Linked DNA regions of Mus musculus: all the other regions are linked to region 1. A link is a contact called in public Hi-C and promoter capture Hi-C data. All regions are on one chromosome and are shown on one strand. The core of a region is the stretch at or near the end of the contact, and the rest is flanking DNA. Distances in the headings are between cores, read along the strand shown. Region 1 holds the start of Rmdn2 (regulator of microtubule dynamics 2). Region 2 has its middle 29 kb from the start of Gm17315. Region 3 has its middle 20 kb from the start of Gm22215. Region 4 has its middle 58 kb from the start of Qpct.

Region 1 (6,397 bases), core at 1,870-4,369:
AAATTGACTCAGTTTTCAATTGTTTAAGTAATGTATGTATGTATGTGTATATGTGTTTAAGTATGTATGTACATGTATATGTGTGTATGTGTACATAGATTGGAAACTTGTCACTCATTCTTATTTAAAATGCTATTTTGTAATCTTTTCATTACCAGAATAGTGGACAACCATTTTGCTATATTTAAGTAAATAATAATTTCTTGAATTCATCTATTAACCTTATGAAAATATTTAAGAACTGTAACCTTGTACATATTTAACAAACTATTATCTTGAAGTTCCCATTTAACCAAAGTTATAGTTTTTGGAATTTCTCTCTTGAAATTTCTTAGTGTTTTATAGATCTCTAAAAAAATTGAAAACAACTATTTAATTGGACACTTACATTTTTCCTTTTTTCTCCATATCTCACTCCTAATGGACTCTAAACATGATGAGCATGACAATTTTACATCCTGTTGCTAAGCCTGTATGGTTACCCCTCAGGAACCAAGTGTTCAGAGTTAAGAGTTCAGTTCCTCTTCCAACAAAAGCATTGAGGGCTGGACCTTAATTAGCTGAAGTGGGTAAGGAATACAGACTCCATCATGATAGGCCTGCTGAGAACAGCTGAGGGAGGCTGAGTCCAGTGTTCGATCAAAGGTGGCCTATCCAGTGGGGCTTACGTGGGGTAAAGAGGAAAGCTTTTCAAAGATTGGCTTGATTTTACCTCTAGAGCTGGTGGTGTGGCTTGGACATACTTTTCCCCCTTTCAAGATTTCAGTGTCATCACCAGTAATGTTATTTATCTCACTAGATTTTTTATAAGAGGACAGAATAAGAGAGCACATTTAAAGAATTAAGCCAGAGGAGCTTGAGAGACAGTTCAGCCCTTAAGAGCACTGGCTACTCTTCGATTGAACCCAGAGCCAATTCCCAGCATCCACCTGGTTGCTCACAACCACCTGTATATCCAGCTCCAGGTGACCCAACCCCCTCTTCTAGCCTGTGTAGACAAGGCACACACACTGTACACAAACACGCACGCAGGCAAAACATCCATAAACATAAAATAAAAATCAATAAATCTTTAAAAGAATGAAGCCAGAGAACTGGGAATAAGACTCATCAGACCCTTTCCCTTTCTGCGGAACATTTCCTTCAAGCTCTCTGAGAAATGCGGGTGAGTTTGCTGTTTGGAAACAGGAGTTGGAGACTTCATAACTGAACTGAAGGACTGACAGTTCAGCACTGTTCACAATGAAGTTGAGACTAAAAAACTTTATAGGTGAATGGGAAAAAATCATGGAATGTGGGTTCTAATAGTTGACTGCTATCAATCCTTGAGTTTTACAATAAAATTCCTATCAAATTCTTGACAAAAGGAAAAGTGATTCAGGCCAAGGAAACAGACAGGACACTTAATTGTCTTCAAACCAAACAGTTTGTTTCCCTCAATGGATGTCACAGGTGATTAAGGAATTAGAACTCAGAAACACAAAAGGCACAGGCAAGCAGTAATTATGTCGTAGGGACCAGCGTAGGCTGAAAGCAGCAGGAGGTTTAGACTTCCTTAAACTATTTTTTGTTTGTTTGTTTGTTTTTTGTTTTTTCCAAGACAGGGTTTCTCTGTGAAGCCCTGGCTGTCCTGGAACTCACTCTGTAGACCAGGCTGGCCTCGATCCGCCTGCCTCTGCCTCCCAAGTGCTGGGATTAAAGGCGTGCGCCGCCACGCCCGGCTACTTCCTTAAACTCTTTATCCTTTCATGCATAAACTTTTTTTTTTTTTAATTATATGTAAGTACACTGTAGCTGTCCTCAGACACTCCAGAAGAGGGAGTCAGATCTCATTACGGATGGTTGTGAGCCACCATGTGGTTGCTGGGATTTGAACTTCGGACCTTCGGAAGAGCAGTCGAGTGCTCTTACCTGCTGAGCCATCTCACCAGCCCTCGTGCATAAACTTTTAAAGCACAAATGAACCCCGAGGGACAAGGAATGTGTCCAATAGCTTCTCAAGGGAAAGAGATCAAGGTTGGTGGATTTACCAAGACTAGTATAACCCAGTATGAAAGGAACACCATGTAAGAAGAGATGCCGGGTGGTTTGTTTACAGAGGAGAATGACTAGAGACCGGTCCTGTGAGGGTGTGCTGGGCCATGTCTCCAGCTCCAGCATGCTGTGCTTTTAGTAAAATGGCAGAAGCTAGGTTGTAATAAACTTGATTTCACACTAGGAAGTAAAAATTCTATAATGTGAAATTGTTTTCTTCAATTTCCTTCAGTAAAGAATAGTATATTGTACAATCAATCAACCCTGATTCTTTTTACAGCGGTTTGGTTCTTATGTTTTTGATAAACAGGGGTGCATCCATTTTTAATTCTATTCAGTTCATTGATGGGAACTTTAGTAATTAAGACTGTTCTCAGCCGGGCAGTGGTGACGCACGCCTTTAGTCCCAGCACTTGGGAGGCAGAGGCAGGCGGATTTCTGAGTTCCAGGCCAGCCTTGTCTACAGAGTGAGTTCCAGGACAACCAGGGCTATATAGAGAAACCCTATATTGACCCTCCCCCCAAAAGACTGTTCTCATCAAGTCAAAAGTTTAAGTCAACCATGCTCCAAGTGAGAGCTTTACAGAGGGGCATTTAAGCAGTTTTTTAAAAGTTTGACAGAATTATCATTACACAATCTGCAGAGCGTGATGCTGTGCAAACCTTCAACACCAGCCACCTGAATCCAAGAAGACTGGTTTTGAACTGAAAGCAACTCAAAACAGCAGGGGACAAAGAGGCTGGGAATTTGGTTCATAGAACATCAAAGTGAGTTGAAGTCAGGAAAACCAGATGATGGTGCAAGAAGTCTGCGTTTGACTGAAGGAAGGTTAAAAGTTGTGCCGTGGGGGTGGAGGTGAGCTAAGGGCGGGGAGGCCTTGGAAGCCATCGGTGGCAGGGATGGCCCAGTGGATGCGCCGGGTGGAGGGGGGCAGTTGCCTCCGAGGCGGCCTGCGGGGCGCTCTGCGGGGCTCAGCTTTCCGGGTCGAGAGAAGCAGGCCCGGAGCCCGGGGCTGAGCAGTGCTGGCGGCCGGAGGAGGCGGGAGCCCCGGGCCGCTAGCGGCTCCTCCCCCGGCGCCTCCGTTATCTGGGTCAGACACGAAGGCCACCACGCAGGACCTTGGGACCCGCAGGCTGCACAGGGTTCCACTCGGCCATCCTCTCCTGGCTCGCCCGCTCGCCCGCGGGTCCCGGTTCCCTGGCTCCAGCCCCAGAGAAGCCTGCGCAACGACTCCGGGTGCGTACCTAGCCAGGGAAGGGGTACCTGGGCGGGCTGGGCTCGGCAGCCCGGGTCCGACGGGCGGTGGGGCGTGTGGAAGAAGGCGGCGGCACTTCCGGCGGCTGCTCCACTTCCGGGTCGCGGCCTGCCGCCTGGTGACCTGGGGCTGCGGGCACTCCTGGCACCATCCTAGAGGAGCCTGCGCCCTGGAGAGGTGGCTTCCTGACCCCCGAGCCCAGGCGACCACCGGAGGCGGGCACCGCGCCTCTGCTCCTGCCTCAGGCTCGCGCCAACCTTGTTCTCTTTGCGTGCCCCCCAACTAAAAAAGAAAAAAATTTTGATTGTCTGCCCTTTTTTATACAAACATGGAAACTAGACTAACAGCACTACTACTAACATTTGCAAATAAGTTGAATACTAAAAGGCTCCAAATTTAAATTATAGATGAGGAAATGCATGAAAGTCTGATGGAGTGTTAGAATTCAATGGTAAAGTACTTGCATCGCTGAATACATGATAGCCCCAAGAACTCCGTCCGAATGTTGCCTTCCGAAGCTTGAAACTTAAAGCTGATTTGTAAGGCATGTTGCTTGACCCTCTTGGTCGTTTTCGTTCCTCTTGTTTATGGGTTCGAGCTCTTTATGCCTTCCCCTTATCCCAAGGACCAGCTGATGAATTCGTATGAATGTTTCTTAGGAGCTCGTTCTAAACATTCAAGTTACTTTAAGAACATTAATGTCTAGAGGTAAAACTAAGACATGAACGCAATGTTTTCTTTTAAAAGCATTGTGTGTCCTAGTTCCCTTGGAAGTCAACATTTCATTGTTTCACTAGGTGACTCGCTGCTAATAACCTTTGGTTGTGTACTGTATTAATTTTAGGTCATTTATGCAAACATAATAGCTATCCTTTTTCATCGTAAGTGATTTATAACTGGAAGTTTGTAAACTAATAATGTTTTGCTTCCAAAATGCAAACTTGCATCTTAAAATGAGTTGTAAAGTCTGCTCAATAAATTTTAGTTGCCTTATCTGTACTCAGGACAAGAGTATACTACTATAGTCAAGAGTCTAAAAACAATTTAAGTAATTTTATACAACCTTTTAAAGTACACCGTAGGCAAGCAGATTCTGATTTCCAACTTTTATAGTTTTCCTTGTTCATCCGTGTCATATTTCCGATTATTGACACAAAAGCACACTCCAAGTTACTTCTTGTTTGTGCCTTACTATTTTTATTCAGGGTTTTCAAGTCACTGACATAGAAGCACATAGAAGCATAAATTCACACACTCTGACCTATATGTTTCTAGTGGTGAGATTTTTTTTTAAACAAATGCCATATCTAGTGAGTCTATTCTTTGTTAATGTTCATGGTTTTGACGCCTTAGTTCACCTCTAACCATCTCTGCTCTGTCAGCATTCTGTCTGTCCTTGCTTGATGCTTTCTCATTCTGCATGCCGCTGGCTAGATGTCTCTAGGATTTACGAAACAGGAAGCCAGAGGTAACCTTTCTCACTTCTTGAATCTGATAACCCTCTGGGTAGATTACAGCAGTTTGTCTGAAAAATAATAATGGCACTATTGTCTTGAACTACTTCAAAGAGATCATTTGGAGCCGGTGTAGAACCCCAAAAAAGGTAAAAGTTTGGCTGCTTCTCATGTGTTTAAACCTGATTCTGTCTTGGGGATAAGGTCTTTCTCCTGGTGGATTTTTACTTCTGTTTATTTACTTATTAAATGAAAAAAAAAAAAAAAACCTTTCAGATCTTTCAGATGTGTGTGTGTGTGTGTGTGTGTGTGTGTGTGTGTGTGTTTCATAATGTAAAGTTCAAGGCTGGCCTACTAGGACTGGATCAAAGAATTAAATCAGCATAAGAAAATTCCTTATGGTAGACTTCTTTTGTTTTGTTTTTTGTTTCTGTTTTTTGTTTTTGTTTTTCTAGACAGGGTTTCTCTGTGTAGCCCTGGCCATCCTGGAACTCACTCTGTAGACCAGGCTGGCCTCAAACTCAGAAATACGCCTGCCTCTGCCTCCCAAGTGCAGGGATTAAAGGCGTGTGCCACCACTGCTCGGCCATGGTAGACTTCAAGATGGGCGTGTGGGCATTCTTCATTAAGGGTGGGATGGGGCTGGGGATAGAGAGAGAGAAGGCAGGTACAGAATGGGTGTTGTTGGAGCTCTAATGCTGGTTCTGATATATGCTAAGCAAGAACTGTACTTTTGAACTGTTCCCAGCCCTAGTATTTTATTAATCAATAAAAAGCAGAAACAAAAACCAGCCTTAAGATGATCAAGTTTGCTGCGTGATTGGCCTGTAATATAGATGCGTGTCATAGTGTGTGGTACCTTTTTTTATTTCTATTGCTTTTTGTGGTAATCTATCGAGGTAATTTAGTTTTATGCACTAGTTTAATGTTTATGGGGCCAAACAACAGTACTTATTATCAACAGCCTCATCTGTTGCAGATGCATTGGATTCTGCTATCGATGGGTTTCATGGGTGAGTGAGGGGAGCAGCTGGTTAGATGTACAGTTCCCAGATATATCAATTAGTTCAGAGGATATCTGGGTTTAAAAGAGAAAAAAGAAAAAGAAAGGAAAAACTGACAAATGCTCTTCCATCAGACAGGCCAGATTAAGCACCAGGGTCCTCCCTGGGACTGTTGTAAGAGAGAGATTTTCAATCAGTCTCTTAGAGATAATAGTCATCAAAATCTGAGCTAAGTCCTTACTTTTTTTTTTAATGAGGTGGGACATCCAAATTGGAAAGTAACTGTTGTCTATGCATATAGTTTAATATTGTAAGAATCTGGGTTTTTTTTAACTTTTATTTATTTACTTAGTGGTGTGTGTGTGTGTGTGTGTGTGTGCGCGCGCGCGTGCGCGCGCGCGCGCGCACTCGCGCAATAGCACAACTTGCAGGAATTGTCTTTTTCCTTCCACTGTGGGGGAATGAGGATTGATCTCGGGTAGTTGAGCTTGAGAGCAAATGCCTTTGCCCCTCCACTACAATAAGAATCTGAAAAGAAACATTCCTTTAAGCAGCCCTTGGAACTAGATTCCTGCTGCTTTCTGTTTGTCGCCCTCTTCCATAGGTCACTTAAATCATTATGTTTAGTTGGCCATGTAGTATACAGAAA
Region 2 (6,451 bases), core at 3,242-5,741, 290 kb before region 1:
TTCGAGACTTGAGGTCTTCTGTCAACTCTTACACTTGAGCTGCACGTGGGGTTTATCAGTCTTTGACCCCTTCACATTCTGATATCCAGCAGCCTCCAGTCCATGGTGCCTTAGGGAAACAAAGGTGGCATCCTCCACCCTTGCTCTTGTCAATGTCTCATTCACATACCAGGATAATTTACAGCCACCCCTGTGATGCCAGACAGAGGTAGCCATGCCCTTGTCCTTACGGATTGTTGGAGACTATTGTCCTCCAATGCCAGCAGACTCCCTGATGGTGCCTTCTCTGCCTCCAACCAGTGTGTTGGCATGAACTCTACATGTGAACACCGCATTGGTAAACATGTAGACATGCTTTGCTCAAATGGGACCACCTTTCTTTTTCTGTTCTTCATCTTTTCCCATGTTTCTCACCTTTCCCATTAGAGGTGGTGTGTGAAAGACTCGGGGAGGTCTGTCAGTGTTGAAAGAAATCAAATTACAGGATTGCAGCAATGTCTTTAAGAACTTCAAATGAAAAAATGGTTGGGAAATCTGCTATAGTTTTACTATAAAGTACAAGTTAATGAATACAGTGGGGTTAAAAAAAATTCGAATTGACATTCAGTTCACATATTTCCTTAATGTACTGGGTAAGATTGGCCTTTTGTTGTCCTCAGAGCATAGTAGCAACTTGTGAGGCAAGGAAGCTGAGATTCATGAGTGATAATAGAGCCAGCATTAAATAAATGGCATGAGTGAAATAGAAATTGCTATGTGCATCCCAAGTAGCCACTAATATATGCTGTCACCCACCTCAGCAACTGGGCTTACAGAACATATTCTGTAGAGCCATGGTAATGGAAGCTATTACAGTGTCTCTGTTCTTTTTCCTGAACAAAAAAATATGAAATTAGAATCTCAGACAATAAAGAACACAAACAGCTGGTTCTGGCACACACTGGAAGGGAGGATGGACAGATGTCACCTAATGATGGCATGTACTGACCGGCTAACAAAAAAAAAAATAGAAAAGCTTTTTACTCATTATTCTGAAACGTTGTTGGAAAATCATTATGCTTCACCTAGGTATGCAAACTTATTTACACAGATAGGTGTGTAAATAACACAATAAAATTGCTTATATAGACAGAGTCCTTGAAATACAGTTGCCAGAATCACATATCCCGCTTTGTGTCAAGGATCTTTCTTGGTGACACTCTTGCCTTGCTTTCTTTTTTCATTATTTCTTTTTTTCTGTCATTTAGGTTGCTTTTTCTTTGTGGTTTAATTTTTAACTATTAATTTTTTGTAGTATTGTGTACTGCTCAACTTCTTTCAAAGCATGAAACATTGTTACCATTTGTTTCTCTTTTCTGTCATCTGTCTGGCTTAGCTCTTCTCTCTCTGTCTCTCTCTCTCTCTCTCTCTCTCTCTCTCTCTCTCACACACACACACACACACACACACACACACTCACATACTATACATATGAGAGCTGACGCACACTTTAACATATAGCCATATCTATGTAGAGTCTGTTCCTTGATTTAACAACTATGACGTTAGTGAATATAAGTCCACACACCTGACCCAGGAAAGAGAAGATAGAATTGCTTGCCTTTATTCTCAGATCTTACATCTAGACTCTTGATTCACAGAATGTTTCAGGGGGCACTACTCATTCAAACTACCACACATACCAATTAGGTTATAAAATCATTTCTCCTGACTTCCTGTGCTATTATGTGCTCACACAGAGCAGGGCAGGGCATCTGAGACACAGCAACTTCAGTGCATTTAGATAATGTTTGGGGAAGGTGACAGGGTTTTGTTTTCTTTTGTGCCAATTTGTACATTAGTGTGTCTTAAGTGGAAGATTAAAAACTTCTTAAAGCACTAATGTTGATTAAAAATGTTTGTTTAGAGTTGAGTTCCAGGACAGCCAGAGCTACACAGAGAAACCCTGTCTCAGAAAAAAAATTAAAAAAAAAAAAAGACTCTTACAAGATCCAAATCCCATTCTTGTCCTTCAACCATTTTAAAAGCCTGCTCAAACAGCTTTATCTCATTGTATAAATAATAATGTTTTCTATAGAACTACTTTTCTTTTATTAGGTAATTAACTAAAACTTTTAAATATAGAAAAACAACCCAAATCCATGCAAACATTTGTAAGTATGCATTTTTTTTGAAAAAGTTTTAGTCTGTCTTTTTGTTTTAATAAAGAGGATGTCTTAGTCAGTGATCTATTGCTGTGAAGAGACACCATGACCACGGCAACTCTTATAAGAGAAAATGTTTAATTGGGACTGGCTTACAGTTTCAGAGGTTCAGTCCACTATCATTATGGCAGGAAGCATGACAGCATCCAGACAGACATGGTGCTGGAGAAGGAGCTGAGAGTTCTATATCAGGATCCAGAGGCAACAGAGAGAGAGAGAGAGAGAGAGAGAGAGAGAGAGAGAGAGAGAGAGAGAGAGAGAGAGAGAGAGAGAGAGAGAGAGATTGAGAGAGAGAGAGAGAGAACAGAGAGACAGACAGACAGAGATAGACAGAGAGACAGACTCTGGGCTTGACAAGAGCTTTGAAACCTCAAAGCTCACCCCCAGTGGCATCCTTCTTCCAGCAAGATCATACCTACTCCACTAAGGCTGCACCTCCTAATCCTTTCAAATAGTGCCACTCGCTGGCGACCAAGTATTCAAATTTATGGGGGATATTCTTATTCAAACCACCACAGCACAGAACCTAATAGCTCCTTTTTCTCTTCCTCAAAAATTCTACTCCAAAAGGATACCATTTCTCCTATTCAGTTAATGTGGGAGAAGACATTCATGTGGAGTAATTTTTAAAAGTGTATTTGACAACCATTAATTTCAGTTGCCACTTCTAATCTGTTTATTCCTTCTCCCTTCATGTCATGTATTGAACAATAGGTCCGTGCTGGCCTGGAGGACACTTCCTCCTGAGGATGGACTCTGATACAGTGGGAAACCCATTGGATGGAGGCAATGAGTGATAGGGCTACAAAGTAAAAGAAATCAGCTTTCTGGGGGCTCAGACCCAGGAGGTGACACTTGTGATGGAGACATCATTGTGTTAGGGAAAGAGGAAGACTTGTACAGAGATGTGGAAGCTGGGAAGGCTGGAACAAGGAGTAGGCAGCAGCAGTGAATGGGACAGAAGGGGAGGAAATGGGGCGGTGGGATGGCTGGGGCAAGCAAAGGCCCTGAGGTCTGTTTTGAAGAGCCTGAACTCCTCTTTTCTCATGGGGACCTGGTGAAGATTACAGCTGGGATGGGGGCTTTAAGTGGATGGTGTTGGATCCAAAGGTTCTTATAATAGTATGAACATGGGATTTAAAACTAGAGATTTTTTCCCAGAAGCTTATATACAAACCTACTATGTATCATACAAAAAGATTAATGTATAAATATACACTGCTCTTCTTCCCTTTCTCTACTCTCTCCAGAAAAAAAAATCTGGCAGAACCACTGACTAGGAATTGGGTTTCGTTTGGAGTTCTTTGAGAGACAGCTATGCATAGGGGAGAGAGATGGTTTTGAAAAGGTCAGCTCAGAGCCGTTGGAAAATTCCACCAGGCACCCCTCCCCTCCTGGAAGAGACAGGTCAGAGAGCAGGTAGGCCGGAAGGAAGAGGCTAATTAAGCCCTACTACCTCATTCCCTAAAGAACAATCAGTTTAAAGGATGTGCTGTTTCATCAATCATATTGTGCCTAGTTGCTGTTCTGCCCCTGGAAACTGTATAAAAACTTACTGAATGGGCTGCCTAGGGTCACCACCTCTTCTCTGGGTGCAAGATGATGACCCTAGCATGCTGGAACAATAAATTTCTCTTGATTTTGCATTGATCCCTGCTTTGTGTTGTTCACTAGGGGGTCCCTGGTAAGCTAACACTTGTCAGAATCTTACAGTTTAAATGTTGTAAGCAACACTCCTGGAAAGGGACGAGTTGCCAGCACCGTGGCTTTATCCCAGACACCTTCTGTAGATGCCAATTCTGGTTCACGCACCAGTGAGGGTGGCAATGGAAGCACCATGGGCCAGGTGGGAGGCTGTACGGAGCCTCAGCTCATCCCCCAGTGATAGCCAGGAGATGAGGCAATCCAGAGTGGATCTTCCCATAGTGCCAGTGTTGGGAGTCTGGTGTGTTACAAGGGTGCCAAGAAATGGAGCCTTCGATACAGAATGTAGGTAGCTAAGGTCTGGTTACCATGACAGCCCATTCATTTGCTTATAGAGCTTTTAAAATGCCATCAATTTTTCTGTGGAAGACTGATGTGGGAATCCTCGCCCACTGCAACACACTGGCTTTCTTTGTCAGCTGGTGTCCTGAGTGGTGTCTAAATGGACCTTTGGAGAGCCCTCTGGGTCCTTCTTTGATTTGCCTTCTGCATCCTGGAAAAGCCCCTTTAATTTGCCTGGCATCTGTGTGGGAAGGAACACTTAGGAAAAGAGCTATGAGAAGACAGTCTCCCTAGCAACCACACACCACGCTGTATGTAGTCTTTCTTAGCTGGATAACAGGGTTAGAATCTGGTTTCTGCCCATATCAAGTGCTGTCTGGGGCTGGAAACATTAAAATGCTTTGAATCATTTCTTCCCCTCCCTGCCCTCTGAGTCCTCCCTCCACTCATACACTATTTTTTGCTGCAGCTTTGCCACAAGTGACAATGACCCTCCCAAAGGAGGCTGAGCTTTGCCTGTGGCCTTGAGCATCCTTCTTGGGAAGCCGCTTTCTCTGCACTTGTAGCAGGAGAGGCTTTCTCAACTCTCAAGGCAGAAGGCTTTGCGTCTCCCTCACGTGACCTGCCTGTCTTTATTGCAGCCAAGGTGAATGCAGAAACTTTTCTTGTAGTACAGACAAAAATGGAGGCAACCAGAGAGTCCTCCTGGCCTTGTGTCCTTAAAGAGCGAAACACTTTAACAGTGTCCTTTGTTAACATTCCATATTAGTGAGCTAGGGCTCCCAGTCCAAAATGCTATAGACTGGGTGGTTTAAACATAAAAGTATTTTTGCAGAGCCCTGGATGCTGGAAATCCAAGATCAAGGTACCAGTAAAGGGGATATCTCCTGAGGCTTCTTTCTTTAGCTTGCAGATGCCTGCCTGCTTGTTGTGTTTCTCCACATAGCCTTTCATCTCTCCCTTCCTTCCCCCCCCCCCCCCCCCGCCCTTGGTGTCTCTTCCTCTCTGCATTAGGGCATAAGTCCTGCCCAATTAGGGTTCCATCTTTGTAAGCATATTGAACCTTAATAAAAACTCTTAAGCCCTCACTCCAAATAGCCACCTGGACATTTAGAGGATACATCTCAACATTCTCTGTCTCTGTGTACTTGTAGTTCTGCATTGGAGTTCTCAGCTAGGCAGCATGCTCTCTGGAGGTTTATGGAAGCATGTTTTCATCTCTTGATGGCTGCTAACATCCCTTGACCCATGGATGTGTCTCTCTGGTCTCTGCCTCTGTGGTTAACTTTCTTCTTCTAAGGGCCTATTTTTCTTTTATCTCTCTGCTATACACAACCATTGCGATTGCCATTAGGGCCTACTTGGGCAACCAAGGTAACTAACTCTATCTGAAGATTTTCAATCACAACTGTCAAACCTCTCCCTCAACTCCCCATTAAAGTTAGCCCCAGGTTCTAGGAATGAGAACATCATATTTTTAGCACTCTAATGACTACCATAGTTATATTATTTGTTAGGTTTTGTTTGTTTTAATAGTGGAGTCAACCTGCAAGGAGCTCTTATTGGAAAGATAGATCACATCCTTCGATCTCACTGTACAATCACCACTGGGGTTTTAAGCACCAGACTGAGTCCAGGGAGCTGATGATGACTGTCCCTTGAGAGGCAAAGTAGATGATGCTCAAGGGTAGGAGACAGGACACCTCCTATGTGTATCTATTTCTTGGCTGGTTAGAAAGGTGGATCTCCTTCCCTTGGCAGCCATTTTTCTGTGGACAGTTTGTTGACCTATGGGTAGAAATTCCCTAGGGGTAGAGGGCCCTGTGGGAAGGTCTTGCTTTCCTCAAATTTTCACCTCCAGGGGGCTTGTCTGTGTTCTACTATCAAAACATTTGTTGGGGGTTCCTCTCATTTATCCAAGGCAGCTGATGGGTAGCCAATGTCCTTAGGAAGTCTGGAGAGCCAGCTGTATTTTTAATAACAGCAAACTCATTCTTTACTTGTTCCCTTTAAAACACAGTGGGGTTGCTGTAGGGTTCCGCTTCACAACACTGCTTTATTTGGTCACAGGGGCTATGGTCAAACTGTGAGAATTTTATTGGATGCTAATCTAATATCTAACATCTCGTTCATCTGTTCTTTCTTCTAGCCATGTACGGTGAAAAGGCTGGTGCAAGAGCACCATAAATGCTGCCTTGTGTCTAATCTCACCCTAATTTTATTCTCCTGCAGCACAGGTAAAGGTTAGAAGATAATCGTGG
Region 3 (7,070 bases), core at 3,274-5,773, 400 kb after region 1:
ACACTGTCCCATCTGTCTGGTCCGCTATGCGGCAGCACTTGGGAGCGCTCGTTTCAGGCCTTGAAGTCAAACCTTTGTATAGCAACCTTGAATAGAAAGGCAGCGGGAAGGTCTATAATACAGTGGGAAAGGTGTTCTCTATCCCTGCGGCTTGGAGCTTTGGGTTTAGACACCCACAGGAGTTGTTTAAAAACACTCGTGCGTTTTGCCAGAAAGTTGAAGAATTGGGAGGTGATCCATAGAGTCCTCTAGTCCTGAGATGGAAGCTTCAAAGGGAAAGGGATTCTTTCTAATCCAAGGGCAAGCATGGATAAAAGGTTCGGAGAGGCTCCACAGCCACAGATGCAGGAGACTTACAAGGCTTCTTATCCTCCGTAAAACACACACACACACACACACACACACACACACACACACACTCACACACAATTAACTTAGGGCTAGGGGTACAGTGGTAGAATAGTTTGCCTAACAAACTTGTATGTGAGTGTGTATATGTTTGTGTGTGTGTGTGTGTATCTTTCTGTGAGTGTGTGTGTATGTATGTATATGATGTGTGTATTTGTGTGTATGGTGTGTGAGTGTGTGTGTATGTGGGTATATGTGCATGCATGGTGTGTGTGTGTGTGTGTATTGTGTGTGACTGTGTGTATGTATATGTATGTATGTATAGTATATGTGTGTATATGTCTCTGTGGTTTGGGTGTATGTGTGTATGCTGGGTGTGTGTGTGTGTGTGTGTGTGTGTGAGAATGTTATTAAAGCTTGAACCTCGCCGGGCGTGGTGGCGCACGCCTTTAATCCCAGCACTCGGGAGGCAGAGGCAGGCAGATTTCTGAGTTCGAGGCCAGCCTGGTCTACAAAGTGAGTTCCAGGACAGCCAGGGCTATACAGAGAAACCCTGTCTCGAAAAACCAAAAACAAAACGCTTGAACCTCAAGCTTTTATGCATGTCAGTCATTCTGCCACAAGTTACATCCCCAAGCTCAATACCACAGAAAATAAAAATTTTAACGTAACTCTAAGTTGAAGGCTTCTTTTTGGTCTGTTTTTTTTTTCACTCTGAGCTTGGTGTACAACAGATCCAGCAGGCTCTGGTGTGCCACAGGGGCCAGGAGCTGCTTTGGACTGCAAGAGCTGCCTATCCGGCCCTAGGACTCCCCTTTCTGTCTGTTAGCTATGCCTTTGCCTCTTCTGTGCAGTAGCTGGAGCCGTGATGAGAACAGGAGACAGAAGTTGGTCAGTGAGTTTAGAGCAGGCACCCCAGAGGCAGTCCAGCTCTTATCCTTGGCCAGAGAGATGCCAAAGGGAGACTCTGGTTTCTGCTTTAAATGTCAGAAGCATTTCTGAGGGGTGGGGAAGAAGGCTATAGTTTCAGGTCTGGTTTCTTGTTATCTCTCTTTGACACAGCCACCTGGAAGGTATTCATGATGCAACCAAAGCCCAGCCACTCTCCCTTTATCCAGCAGCTTTAGAAAGGATCCCAGGGCTTTCGTGGTGCAAGTGGGTTATATCTATTATCATCTTAGTAGGGATGCAATTACTCTTTGGGCCCGTGTACTCAACCGGTGTCTTAATTTTGACTCCGGTCATTTACAGTTGATCTACACTCAGTCATCTGCAGTCGAATGCTTTACAGCTGGGTCCCATTATGCTCCAAGACCTGAAAGTCATGCAGGTCCCTCAATAACTGGAGTGGGATCTGTCTCTGAAGCTGTTGCCTGCCTATGGATCCTGTTCCACTAACTAGGTTACCTTGTCTGGCCTCAGCAGGAGAGGATGTGCCTAATCCTGTAGTGACTTGATGTGCCAAGATGGGGTGGGGTGGGGATGGGGGATGGCTCTCTCTTCTCAGACTAGAAGGGGACTGGGGGATAAGATAAGAGAGGGGGACCAGGAAAGGGGCTGCAATCTGGATGTAAAGTGAATAAGTAAATTAATGAAAAAAAGAACGAAGATTGTAACCCCAATTTCAGTCCATCTCCTAAATGATTTTTAAGATCTCAGCTCTTGTAGGGGAGGGGTTAGGTTTCTAGAATGGATTAGTGATAGTTTTAGAGGCCATTGTGGATGGGTCTCTACTTCATGGTTGGCTTTAGACCCCACCTCCCATCTCCCCGATAACCCTGGAAAGGGAAATGCCACAACTCAGGACTTAAACATCACATGAAAAGTCAGAGGAATCAGGGCTCTGATAAGAGAAAGGCACTCTCTCCTGGTCAAACAAGTGGGCCTTGAGTTCAGCCTGGGGAGAGACACAGCATCCTAATCTACTCCAAAGATCGGAGCATTGCAGACCATTGTCCCCTCCCTTAGTCAATGCAGCGAGGACTGTCAATCACCTGGTCAGAAGACACCACCCCACCAGAAAGCTGATTCACATGAAGTCATGCGGAAGAGCTGGGAGGACCAACCATCCCTTTGATGATGCAGTGTGCTCATCCCTCTCAGAAGCCTCCCTGCTCTTCCTTTTTCTGCCCGGGCAAGCTTTCCCTGACACATTGTATCTGCATCTACATAAATCTCAGAAACGAATGCCCCAGGCTTCATAGCCTAGGTGAAAGCATAAGGCAGGTGGGGTGGCTCATTCCACACTTGCTGCTCTTACAGAGGGCCCAAAGTCACTCAGCACCATCCACAGCAGGTGGTTCACAGCCACTGCCCACAACTCTGACATCTTCACAGGCACCAACATACATGCCATACACACATATACACAAATACACATGAGAAAGACTCACAGACACACACACAGATACATATAAATTTTGTTTGTTTGTTTGTTTTTCAAGACAGGGTTTTTCTGTGTAGCCCTGGCTGTCCTGGAACTCATTCTGTAGACCAGGCTGGCCTCAAACTCACAGAGATCACCTGCCTCTGCATCCCGAGAGCTGGGATTAAAGGCATGCACCAACACCACCTGGCCATAAATATTTTTACATAAAATAAAATAAAAAGAGATTGGTGGTTATGAGCTCTGGCTGCTCTTTCAGAGAACCCAGGTTTGATTCCCAGGACCCATACAGAGGCTCACAGCCATCTGCACCTCCAGTCTCAGGGGATCTGACAGCCTCTTCTGGCCTCCTCAGGCAGCAGGCATGTACGTGGTGCACCAACATACGCGCATGCAAAACATCCGCCCACATAAAATAAAATAAGAGTAATTCTTTTAAAACTACTTTTTTTAACATGAGGTAAAGATGCATAAAATGCTTCAGAATGCAAGAGAAGCAAACTCTTAATTATACCTTGTAAAATGCATAACTAATAAAAGTAATAAAATATTAACAGATACGCCTCCATAGCCACATAAAAACCTAAGTGAAAAGCAATTAAAACCCTAAGACAGGGACATTGTACTAAATATCCCAAAAGGACAAGGACTGGTTCTACTTAGCCAGAGTCACATTATAGAATCAGGAAATGAAGAATTTCACTGTCGATCCATCTTCTCTGCCCCCTCAGGAGCTGAGATCTCCAGGCAGTGGCAGTGACCCCCTTTCCCAGCTCCAAATCCCTTCCCTACCACTCCCCTCCCATTCTCTCTTTTTAAAAAAGATTTATTTTATATGTATGTGTTTTGTTTCATTTGCATGCATGTCTGTAGTGAAAGGCATGTTGGAGCCCATTAGACTCCAGTTATAGTCGTGAGCCACCATGTGGTTGCTGGGAATTGAACTCAGGACTTCTGGAAGAGCAGATGATGCTCTTAACCACTGAGCCATTTCTCCAGCCCCTCCTCTCATTCTCTTGACCCTGCTCTGTGTGCATCCCAGAGCAGATCAACAGGTCCCGGAACCAAGCAAATAGCCACTAGGGAGCACAATGCTCCTTCTTGCAAACACTTCTGATATTTTCTCCCAAAAAAACCCAGCTATTTGTCAATCTTCGTACACTGGCTGGTGGAATTGAGAGATTCCTGGACTGAGGGTCATGGCTCCAATTCTGCCTTCCTCCAAAAGGGAAAAGGGGCTTGGCTGACTCCAAGTTCAAAGGGTTCTAGATCTTGGAGAAGGAGGCAACATTTGATCTGACCTTCCAAGGATAGTTCAGATTTAGTAAAATAAAAATCAATGCTCCGGTGAGAGAGTGAAGCAGAGGCGGAGGTCCCAAGATAAGAAGTTGCTGGATCTGTAGGCATGCCATTTAGCTAGATCAGACACATGGCAAGGAGCACTGTGTGAACCAGATGGGAGCACGTCCTTAAACAGCCAGGTTCTGCTTCGTGTTGTGTCTGACTCAATCTGAGATCAGCCTGCTCCATGTGCTTTGGGTAGGATGGAGACAGTTGAGCAGCCGTTCTCGGGGATGGTGTTTGGGTTGGTACAAGCAAACTGAACGAGAGTCCTGCAGTTCAGAGGTACCCGTGAGGAGCTGTTTAAGATAGCTATCAGTTCAGGAAGAGAACTTCATCTGTGGCCCATGTTACAAAATTAGCAAAAATTCAGACCTTGTTCATCTCATGGGCTGCATGCAGATAGGACAGGGGAACGTTTATCAGTAAAACCAGGGTGAACGTTTTTCTGTCCTCACATAGATAATGGCAGGGAGATGGTGTGTCCCTAGCACCATGTGTGGAGTAAGTAGTAGCTTACAGTCCTCTTCAGACCCAAAGAGCATGTGTGTACAAGGAGTAGAAAGCATTTATATTATCAGAGGAGGGGACCAAAGCAGGAAGGGTGGACAAGGATAGCCCTGTGGGCTTAAAAAGTATCAGCGGTGCTAGGACGCTGTCTCCAGCCCGCAGACATTTCGGACCCACCCTTTCTCTGCCCGACCTTCCTGCTCTTTATTTCTACAGCACTATCACCGTGGTACCTAAAAATTCAGATCTGCTCATTAAGTTCAAAAGGACCCCTGAAGCTGAGCTTAGAGAAGGAGCCACAAAATGAAACAAACTCCTGGGATGATGGGACCTGGCAGACACGGAGAAGAGGAGCCAGCATCCAATATTTATCAAATGCCCACAGGGTGAAAAATCTTATTAGCTGCCTGGAAACTTGGAATAATGAGTCCCTGTTTCCTGCCCTTGAGGACTTAGAGCCTCTAAGGCAACCACAGGCTTTCTGCAGTGCATCCGTAACGTTAGGGCAGTCCGTTATTCCAAAGCTAGTCCTTGCCAGAAGGAACACTCATCTCCAAAGGACACAACGGCTCAGCCCAAGCTGTACTGAGGGCAAACCACTTTGGGAAGGGAGTCATCAATACAGAGACTTGTTTAGCGGAAGGATTCATGGGGCTCCCAAAACTAAACCAAGAGTCTCAGGGCGGTGAGAAACCGAGGTCACTGGAGGCAAGATTCACAAACTCTGTTCAAATGATAGCCAGAGAGGCCAGATCCGTGGTTCTAGCTCCCATTTTCCCACCACTTCCACAAGTACTCTAAAAAGAAGACTTAATCTTGGGGCTGGAGAGATGGCTCAGCAGTTGAGAGATTTTACTGCTTCTATAGAATCTGGATCCCAGCATCTACACTGGGTGAATCAAGGAAAATCAACACCCTATTCGGGGTTCCATGGACATGACCTCAATCTCTCTCTCTCTCTCTCTCTCTCTCTCTCTCTCTCTCACACACACACACACACACACACACACACACACACACACACACACACACTAACTACAAGAGGGAGAGGAAGAAGGAAAGAGGGAGGGAGGGAGGGAGGGAGGGAGGGAAGGAGAGAGAGAGAGAGAGAGAGAGAGAGAGAGAGAGAGAGAGAGAGAGATCTTTATTTGAGACGGGGTTTCTCTTCCTATCTCTGACTGTCCTGGAACTCACTCTGTAGACCAGACTGACCTTGAACTCACAGAGATCCTCCTGGCTCTACCTCCCAAGTGCTAGGATTAAAGGTATGTACCACAATGCCTAGCTATAAATCTTTCTTAAATTGTTTAATCTTGTTCGTCTGATAAATATGGATCTACAGTTGTCTTCTTTAATAAATCTTTTTAAAAAGTATTTTCATTGTAAATTGTTTATTTGGGTTTTTTTTTGTATTTATTTATTTTATATATGTGACTACATTGTAGCTGTCTTGAGACACACCAGAAGAGGGCACTGGATCTCACTACAGATGGTTGTGAGCCACCATGTGGTTGCTGGGAATTGAACTCAGGACCTCTGGAAGAGCAGTCAGTGCTCTTTTTTTTTTTTTTTTAAGATTTATTTATTTATTATATGTAAGTACACTGTAGCTGTCTTCAGACACTCCAGAAGAGGGAGTCAGATCTTGTTACAGATGGTTGTGAGCCACCATGTGGTTGCTGGGATTTGAACTCTGGACCTTCGGAAGAACAGTCGGGTGCTCTTACCCACTGAGCCATCTCACCAGCCCCCAGTCAGTGCTCTTAAATGCTGAGTCATCTCTCCAGTCCTACAGTTGTCATTTTCTTTAATTATTTATTTATTATATGTAAGTACACTGTAGCTGTCTTCAGACACTCCAGAAGAGGGAGTCAGATCTCAATACGGATGGTTGTGACCCACCATGTGGTTGCTGGGATTTGAACTCTTGAAGAGCAGTCAGTGCTCTTAACCGCTGAGCCATCTCTCCAATCCTACAGTTGTCTTTTAAGCCACGAATCAGAATATGATTTGACAAAATATTTCAAATTATCCTAATATTTTCAAATATTTCTAGAAGCAACAGACTTTTTAAAGGATGTGCAGTGAGTATGAGCACACTGGAGTCTATGCAGAATGTATCTCATCAGAGACCCCACCACTGGCAGCAGAGTACTGAAACCAGGGCTCTCCCTTAAAAGCCTGGGGCTGGGGACTGCAGAGCAAAAGGGGTCTGCCTGGAATTCTCCCATGACATTTTCACACGGTCTTTATTTCCAGAGAGTGAAGTTTTGGATCAAGGTGGTGGTGGTGGTGGTGTTGCTGCTGCTGCGGCTGCTGCTGGGGCTGCTACTGTTTGTTTTGGTTTCGTTGGTATTGGTTTGGTTTGGTTTTCGAGACAGGGTTTCACCGGCTGGCCTCCCTTTATAAACCAAGCTGGTCTCGAACTCAGAGATCCTCCTGACTCTGCCTCCCAAATGCTGGGATTAAAGGTGTGCGCCATCAC
Region 4 (6,424 bases), core at 3,443-5,942, 500 kb before region 1:
CTGCTCTTGGTGGTCATCTCATGGTACTGGCATCTCCAAAACACTGCATGACCCCTTCAGTCCTGGGCCTTCAATTGCAACTGAGGCTGCACCTTCACCAATGGCCTTCCATGGCCTCTCACAGTGCTGAGCCTCAGCTGTTCTGCGTGATCCCTTCATGCCTTCAAAACCAGTACCACCTGGGTGACCCTTACACATTACCAAGTCCAGCCACAGCACAAGGTACAACTTTGGCTATATCTGGAACACAGCCACTGTGCTCTCAGAAAACACTTCCCAGAAGATGTCACCTCAACGATGCTGGTCTCTTCTTAATCACCGCTAATTTCTTATCTCCAGCTAACCAGCATCAATAGTCCCAGTAACGCAAAGGTTTTGCTTTAATAGTTCTGGTATCTTGTTAATCACAGCTTTCTTTAGCCCCAGCTAACCAGAACTATAGAATCTTAAACTCCAACTGGCCAATGTCTGGGATCCAACTCAAGATCTTCTGGGCTCCTCCAAGGGCTTGGAACACTTCTCTAGCCATGTCCTTTGTAGCACATGCATCGTCCTCCAGGCTCCAGATGCCTGTACTCCACTGCTGCTGCTGCTCTTGGTGGTCATCTCGTGGTACTGGCATCTCCAAAACACTGCTGTCTTCTGCTGTAACTAGGCTTCACCAACAGCCTCTCATAGGCTCTCTTCATGGTGCCAAGCCTCAACTCCTTTGCAGGACCCCTTCAGTTCTGGGCCATCAATTGCAACTGAGGCTGCACCTTCACCAATGGCCTTCCATGGCCTCTCTCGGTGCCGAGTCTCAGCTGCTCTTCATGACCACTTCATGCCTTCAAAACTAGTACCACCTGGGTGACTCTTTCACATTACCAAGTCCAGCCACAGCACAAGGTACAATCTTGGCTATATCTGGAACACAGCCACCGTGCTCTCAGAAAACACTTCCCAGAAGATGTCACCTCAATGATGCTGGTCTCTTCTTAATCACCGCTAATTTCTTAGCTCCATCTAACCAGCATCAATAGTCCCAGTAATACAAAAGTTTCACTTTAGTAGTTCTGGTATCTTGTTAATCACAGCTGATTCTTCAGCCCCAGCTAATTAGAACCACAGAATCTTCACAAAATAACAATGGCCCTGAAAAGAGTCTTTAATTTTCCCTCTGAAATTTCACAAGCCTGGCCTCCATCTTCTGCACTGTTCTCAACATTATCTTCCAAGCTCCTACACAACATCTCACAGAGCTCTTAACACCAAATGGATCTTCTGGCCCAAAGTTCCAAAGTCCTTCCACAGTCCTCCCCCAAACATGGTCAGGTTGTCACAGGAATACCCCACTATGCTGGTACCAATTTCTCTTAGTCAGGGTTTCTATTCCTGCACAAACATCATGACCAAGAAGCAAGTTGGGTGGGGGGCCGGGGAGGGTTTATTGAGCTTACACTTCCATACTGCTGTTCATTACCAAGAAGTCAAGACTGGAACTCAAGCAGGTCAGGAAGCAGGAGCTGATGCAGAGGCCATGGAGGGATGTTCTTTACTGGCTTGCTTGCCCTGGCTTGCTCAGCCTGCTCTCTTATAGAACCAAGACCACCAGCCCAGAGATGGTCCCACCCACAAGGGGCCTTTCCCCCTTGATCACTAATTGAGAAAATGCCTTACAGTTGGATCTCATGGAGGCATTTCCTTAACTGAAGCTCCTTTCTCTGTGATAACTCCAGTTGTGTCAAGTTGACACACAAAACCAGCCAGTATATCATCTTAGGTAGAGCTTGGCCTTGTGGATATGGTGGCTGGAGAGGAAAAGGCCCCAGGAGATCTCATTATGATGCCGAAGCTGGGGTTTGCCTGTGTCTTGGAGAGACTTCTTATTTCATGACTGTGGCCCCTTCCTACAGGAGATGTCCTGCTTCCCCTCTCTGTTCCCTACGGTGGTGGAAACTTGATTGTGCGGACCTTCAGTTTCCACAGAAGTTCAAAGGTTCACCAAGTACCGTTTAGAGTATGTAATTTGACCATTGAATAACAGGGTGGACTTCAAGTTTCTGGTTACCAGACAAGGGAAGTGGTGCTAAATGGAAGCAGAAACCCCAGTGCAGGCTCCGGAACAAGGAACCACATTGGCTTAAGATGGGGCAGGGGCCTCACTGTCCTTGGAAGTGAAGTCTGCGGTGTTTCTTGTTAGTTGTCTGGGCCAATCACAGTGTTTTTCTGGGCCACGATATCCTCAGCTGCAACCTCATTCTCTGCAGGGATTTGTTGAGCCCTAAAAGCCATGTGGCCACTCTGAGTAGTGTTCAAGGGCTTTACCTTTGGCCTTGTGGCTGAATTCAAATCCCGATTCTTCAATATAAAACACATTCAACATTGATCAGGCTATATTTCCTTTCTCTCATGTGGATATTGGGATTTCACTCACAGGGTTTTAATTAGGTGAATTAACACTTTTAAAAACAGCGTGTGAGAATGTCTGGCACTAATTATTCATGAAGGATGCTCACGAGTATGACCTTACACAAGGCTGCTTTCTTTCCTGTTTGTTAATTTTCATGTGATAACAAAGGAATGGGTTTCAATATGAATTTTATAAACACACTGCATTCTTTGTTCTTATTCACACACAACTCTCTCCCCCTTTTCCCCTCAACACTTGTCCCTTCCTCTTTCATGTCTCATGTATTTCTCTGCCCTTTCTTATTTCTCTCGTTCCCCTTCCCTCTTCTAGTCTACTCCCTCTCTCCCTACACACATGTACACACACACACTCTACATGTGAAGAACATGAAATATTTATCATAATTCTGTAACTGACCTATTTCCCTTATCATCCCTAGTTCCATCCATTTTTTCTGAAGATGTCATGGCTTCATTATTTATACCCATTTTCTTTACTATTCATCTATCGATGAACATTGTAATCTGGTCCTATAACTTGGCGATAGTAAATAGTGTTTCGATATACATGGACAGATAAGTGGTTCTGTAGTATTTTAATTTAGTCTCCTTTGGGTACATTTCTAGAAAAGAAAACATAGCTGGGATCATATAGTAATTCTATATTAGGAATTACTGAGGAACCACCTCCTGATGTCTCGAATGGTCAGAGAACTTCACACTTTCCCTCTACACCATGCTTGTCAGCTTTCGGTTGCTATTTTAGTGATAACCATTCTGACAGGGGTGGTCTAGAATCTAATTGTAGTTTTGGTTAGCATTTTGGTTGGGGTTACTTTCAAGGGACGGTATTTTATATAAAGGTGGCATCCACAGTCAGCTGCGAGGCTCTTGTCACGTTTAACAATGAGACTGGTAAAGATCAGAGGAGTGTAGTGACTTGCTGGTGTGTGTAAGAGCCAGGACCTTGAAATACTCCGGGGGAGAAATGAGTCAGACATTCACCGAAGAGACAGAGTTGGATTAATCTACTCTGGTGAGCAGACTTTTTACGCACAGCCAAGGACAGAAGAAAACCCTCCACACAGGTGATACCAATAGGCTGCCACTAGCATCTGAGAACATCCTCTGGGCGGGCTTCCTAGGAGCAATACTGATGCTGCCTTGCGTGTCTGCTCCTGCTGCCCTTACTTTCTAACTTTGTCTGCTAAATTAGGAAGTCAAGATGCAGTTAGCACGGCCATGAGGACCAGACTCCGCTTTTGTTTGGCCCCTCTGAGGCAGCTCCCGAGGCGGAGCTCCAGTAGTCCACCTCGGATCTTTAACACCACCGCTCCTTCGTTTTTTATAGCTACTATTCTTTTTTTTTTTTAAAGTCATTGAAATGATTGCTTCACAAAGTTTTGTTTTGTTGGTTTTTTTTTGTTTTTTTGTTTTTTTGTTTTTGTTTTTTTGTTTTTTTGGTTTTTCGAGACAGGGTTTCTCTGTATACCCCTGGCTGTCCTGGAACTCACTTTGTAGACCAGGCTGGCCTCGAACTCAGAAATCTGCCTGCCTCTGCCTCCCGAGTGCTGGGATTAAAGGCATGCGCCACCACGCCCGGCTGAAAAGTTCTTATTTATTGCTCTTTAATATTTTCTAAAGCAATGCAGTTATTACAGTAAGTTTGAAAAGTATAGAGGTATAGAAATAAGAAAACAGTAATATTTCTCTCCCTCCATTCCCTCTTTTCTTTTCCTTTTGCAGAGATATGCATTGGACTCAGGCCTTGTACATGCCAGACAAGCACTCGGACTCTGAGCTCTTGGCCTTCTTAGATTTCTTCCTATGAATGAATATATATGAATATATACATATGTATATGTATATATATGTGTATATGTGTGTATACATAGAATATATATATAATCTTTTCCTATTCATATAAATTTTACTGTCAATCATTATCCTATCCATACTTTGCACATATAATATCCTTTCTTGAATTATTTTAAAGAACATTGTATGTTAATAAATGATTTGAAAACAGTTTTTAATGGCTCCATGGTAGTCCATTGCAGGAATAAATCAGAGTGTATTTATTTTAATCTCCCTCAGTATTTCTAATATTTTACTTTCATAAATAAACAATACCTGATGAAGTTTTGCATATAAACCTTTGTCCAGATCTCTGTTTCCTTGACAGTAGACTTCACACATAAAAGGGTGACAATTCGCATTCAGGGTTCATCTGGGTTTAGGGCAACTGAACTCCGGGATGACTGCTTTCTGCATGAACCTCAGGCTGCCAGTAGGTGTCGACTTTGCCTCATGTTTCTTCTTGCAGCTCTTTATCCATTTATTTTCAGGATCATCTTTGAAGGGCTGTGGGAGAATGCATTGTTAGTAAGTCAATAGAGTTCAAATATAAAATTTGAAGTCTCTCCCAAGGGTCACAACCCCGAGTGCCCGAGGGCTTGGCTATTTTTCTTTTCTATGTGTTGCTGATTGTATCCAACCCAGCAGCCTATGTGGTGCTGACCTGCTACTGAGAGAAATACAGTCAGTCAGCACAGCCTGCAAGGCTCTCTAGGAATGTGTACACATGCATCATACACACACACACACACACACACACACACACACACTCACACACGCACACACGCACACACGCACAAGGAGAGGGGAAAGACATTCGCTTTTGCCTAATGAGTGTATTCTTGAAGCATCCTATAATTAAAAATTGATAACCTTATAGAGATATCTATTTTAGACAGCCTCCTTTCTAAATAAGGAAACTGAGTCTTGGAGAGGTTAACTTGTTAACATGGTACAAGTATTGAGATGGTTAATCGCTGTTGTTGATGTGTTTAGATTGAGAGTCACCGGGGAGACCGAGGCACACGTCTTAATGTATCTGTAAGGACATTTTCAGGATGGCTTAGTGGAGAGGGAATGATGAACCTGAGTGTGGGTGACATTGTCCCACGGTCTGAAGGCCCAGATGGAATAAGAAGAGGAAAGAAATAGCAAGCCAAGCTACTGCTGGCTTTCCTGGACTGCCAAGGTGTGTCTACTCAGCTTTTACCACGCCTTCGCTGTGCCACGGAGAACCAACACCTCTGGCAACTGGAGTTCAACATGTTTTTTCTCCCTTAAGATGTTTCTTTATGGTGTTTTGTCACAACGATGAGAAATTTGATGAGCGCATGCTATGCTGAAGCAGAATTCAGATCCGGACATTTACCTTTTAAAAAAAGAAAAAATATATTTTTCTATCTGTATGTACACCTGCATACCAGAAGAGAGCATCAGATCATATTATAGATAGCTGTGAGCCCCTGTGTGGTTGCTGGGAATTGAACTCAGGACCTCTGGAAGCCCATACAATGATCTTAACTGCTGAGCCCTATCTCCAGGCGCAAGCACACTTATCTTTGAAGTGTATGACTTTAACAATTTCCCCATCTTTGTTAAAAAAAAATAAATCTACAATACCAAAGCTCTTTATTAACCACCTGGACATGGGTTTCTAAGAATTGTGTTTATAAGATCTTCCTGGGATATTCACGTGGGCATACCAACTGTAGACACCCATTTCATTTGCACTGGGACTGACTGGACAAATTAGAAGCCTTGGCTAAAGAGAATAGGTTGACCCATGTGAGCTGAGTGTTCAAGTCACTTGTCTTATGACAGCAACAAAGGTCTTCAAACCCTGGGACTGGCCTTACAGAGACCAGAAAATGTGTTTCGAAATTTTGACCTTTGTTGCTAGGCAACCACTCTCCCCCCCCCTTTTTTTTTGCCAGAACAAAAATATTATTAGCTGATACCTGGTTCATTCTTTAGCCTAGCAGCAGGGTGTTCAGGCCTGGTTCTGTGCTTTAGGCTTAGGCAGACCTGAAATTGACTTGTAGTTGTGCTGCTTACAGACGGTCTCTGAGACTGACCAGGTTCTTTAAGCTCTGTGCCTCAGTTTCTTCCTCAGAAGGCTGGGTATAACTATACCTGCCTCACAGAATGGAGGTGACTGCAAGATATTGACAGTATA

What was found. Promoter capture Hi-C pulls out the DNA fragments that hold promoters and counts their contacts. A called contact is a pair of places that touch in the nucleus more often than the background predicts.
Region 2: a promoter capture Hi-C map of hippocampal neurons shows a contact between it and region 1, with 3 times the contacts expected there. The contact joins the enhancer-like site here to the promoter of Rmdn2 in region 1. A contact is called at or near these places in 5 of 39 promoter capture datasets (hippocampal neurons, liver, pre-B cells and 1 more) and 3 of 9 other capture datasets (liver, macrophages and pancreatic islet).
Region 3: a Hi-C map of the G1E-ER4 cell line shows a contact between it and region 1, with 2.2 times the contacts expected there. The contact joins the enhancer-like site here to the promoter of Rmdn2 in region 1. A contact is called at or near these places in 3 of 39 promoter capture datasets (embryonic stem cells, liver and stem cell-derived epiblast-like cells), 2 of 484 Hi-C or Micro-C datasets (the G1E-ER4 cell line and liver) and 3 of 9 other capture datasets (adipose tissue, embryonic stem cells and liver).
Region 4: a contact with region 1 is called in a Hi-C map of bone marrow-derived macrophages, with 11 read pairs. The contact joins the enhancer-like site here to the promoter of Rmdn2 in region 1. A contact is called at or near these places in 3 of 39 promoter capture datasets (cranial neural crest and liver), 2 of 484 Hi-C or Micro-C datasets (bone marrow-derived macrophages and embryonic stem cells), 4 of 115 datasets of contacts at active chromatin or transcription factors (embryonic stem cells and stem cell-derived neural progenitor cells) and 5 of 9 other capture datasets (adipose tissue, embryonic stem cells, liver and 2 more).

Annotation. Positions count from the first base shown.
Region 1 is chr17:79,612,098-79,618,494 of GRCm38.p6, forward strand. It overlaps Rmdn2 (regulator of microtubule dynamics 2), which reads left to right and starts at 3,120. Exons shown (of 11, transcript NM_001368314.1): 1 at 3,120-3,271.
Region 2 is chr17:79,322,825-79,329,275 of GRCm38.p6, forward strand. No RefSeq gene overlaps it. Among named protein-coding and RNA genes, the nearest start is that of Gm17315, 29 kb to the right of the region's middle. Within about 2 kb of position 4,492, at least 30 of the 459 cell types and tissues checked have an H3K27ac peak or open chromatin away from gene starts, as enhancers often do. A contact at or near this core is called in hippocampal neurons, where this site is marked.
Region 3 is chr17:80,010,223-80,017,292 of GRCm38.p6, forward strand. No RefSeq gene overlaps it. Among named protein-coding and RNA genes, the nearest start is that of Gm22215, 20 kb to the right of the region's middle. Within about 2 kb of position 4,524, at least 8 of the 459 cell types and tissues checked have an H3K27ac peak or open chromatin away from gene starts, as enhancers often do. A contact at or near this core is called in the G1E-ER4 cell line, where this site is marked.
Region 4 is chr17:79,106,344-79,112,767 of GRCm38.p6, forward strand. No RefSeq gene overlaps it. Among named protein-coding and RNA genes, the nearest start is that of Qpct, 58 kb to the left of the region's middle. Within about 2 kb of position 4,693, at least 5 of the 459 cell types and tissues checked have an H3K27ac peak or open chromatin away from gene starts, as enhancers often do. A contact at or near this core is called in bone marrow-derived macrophages, where this site is marked.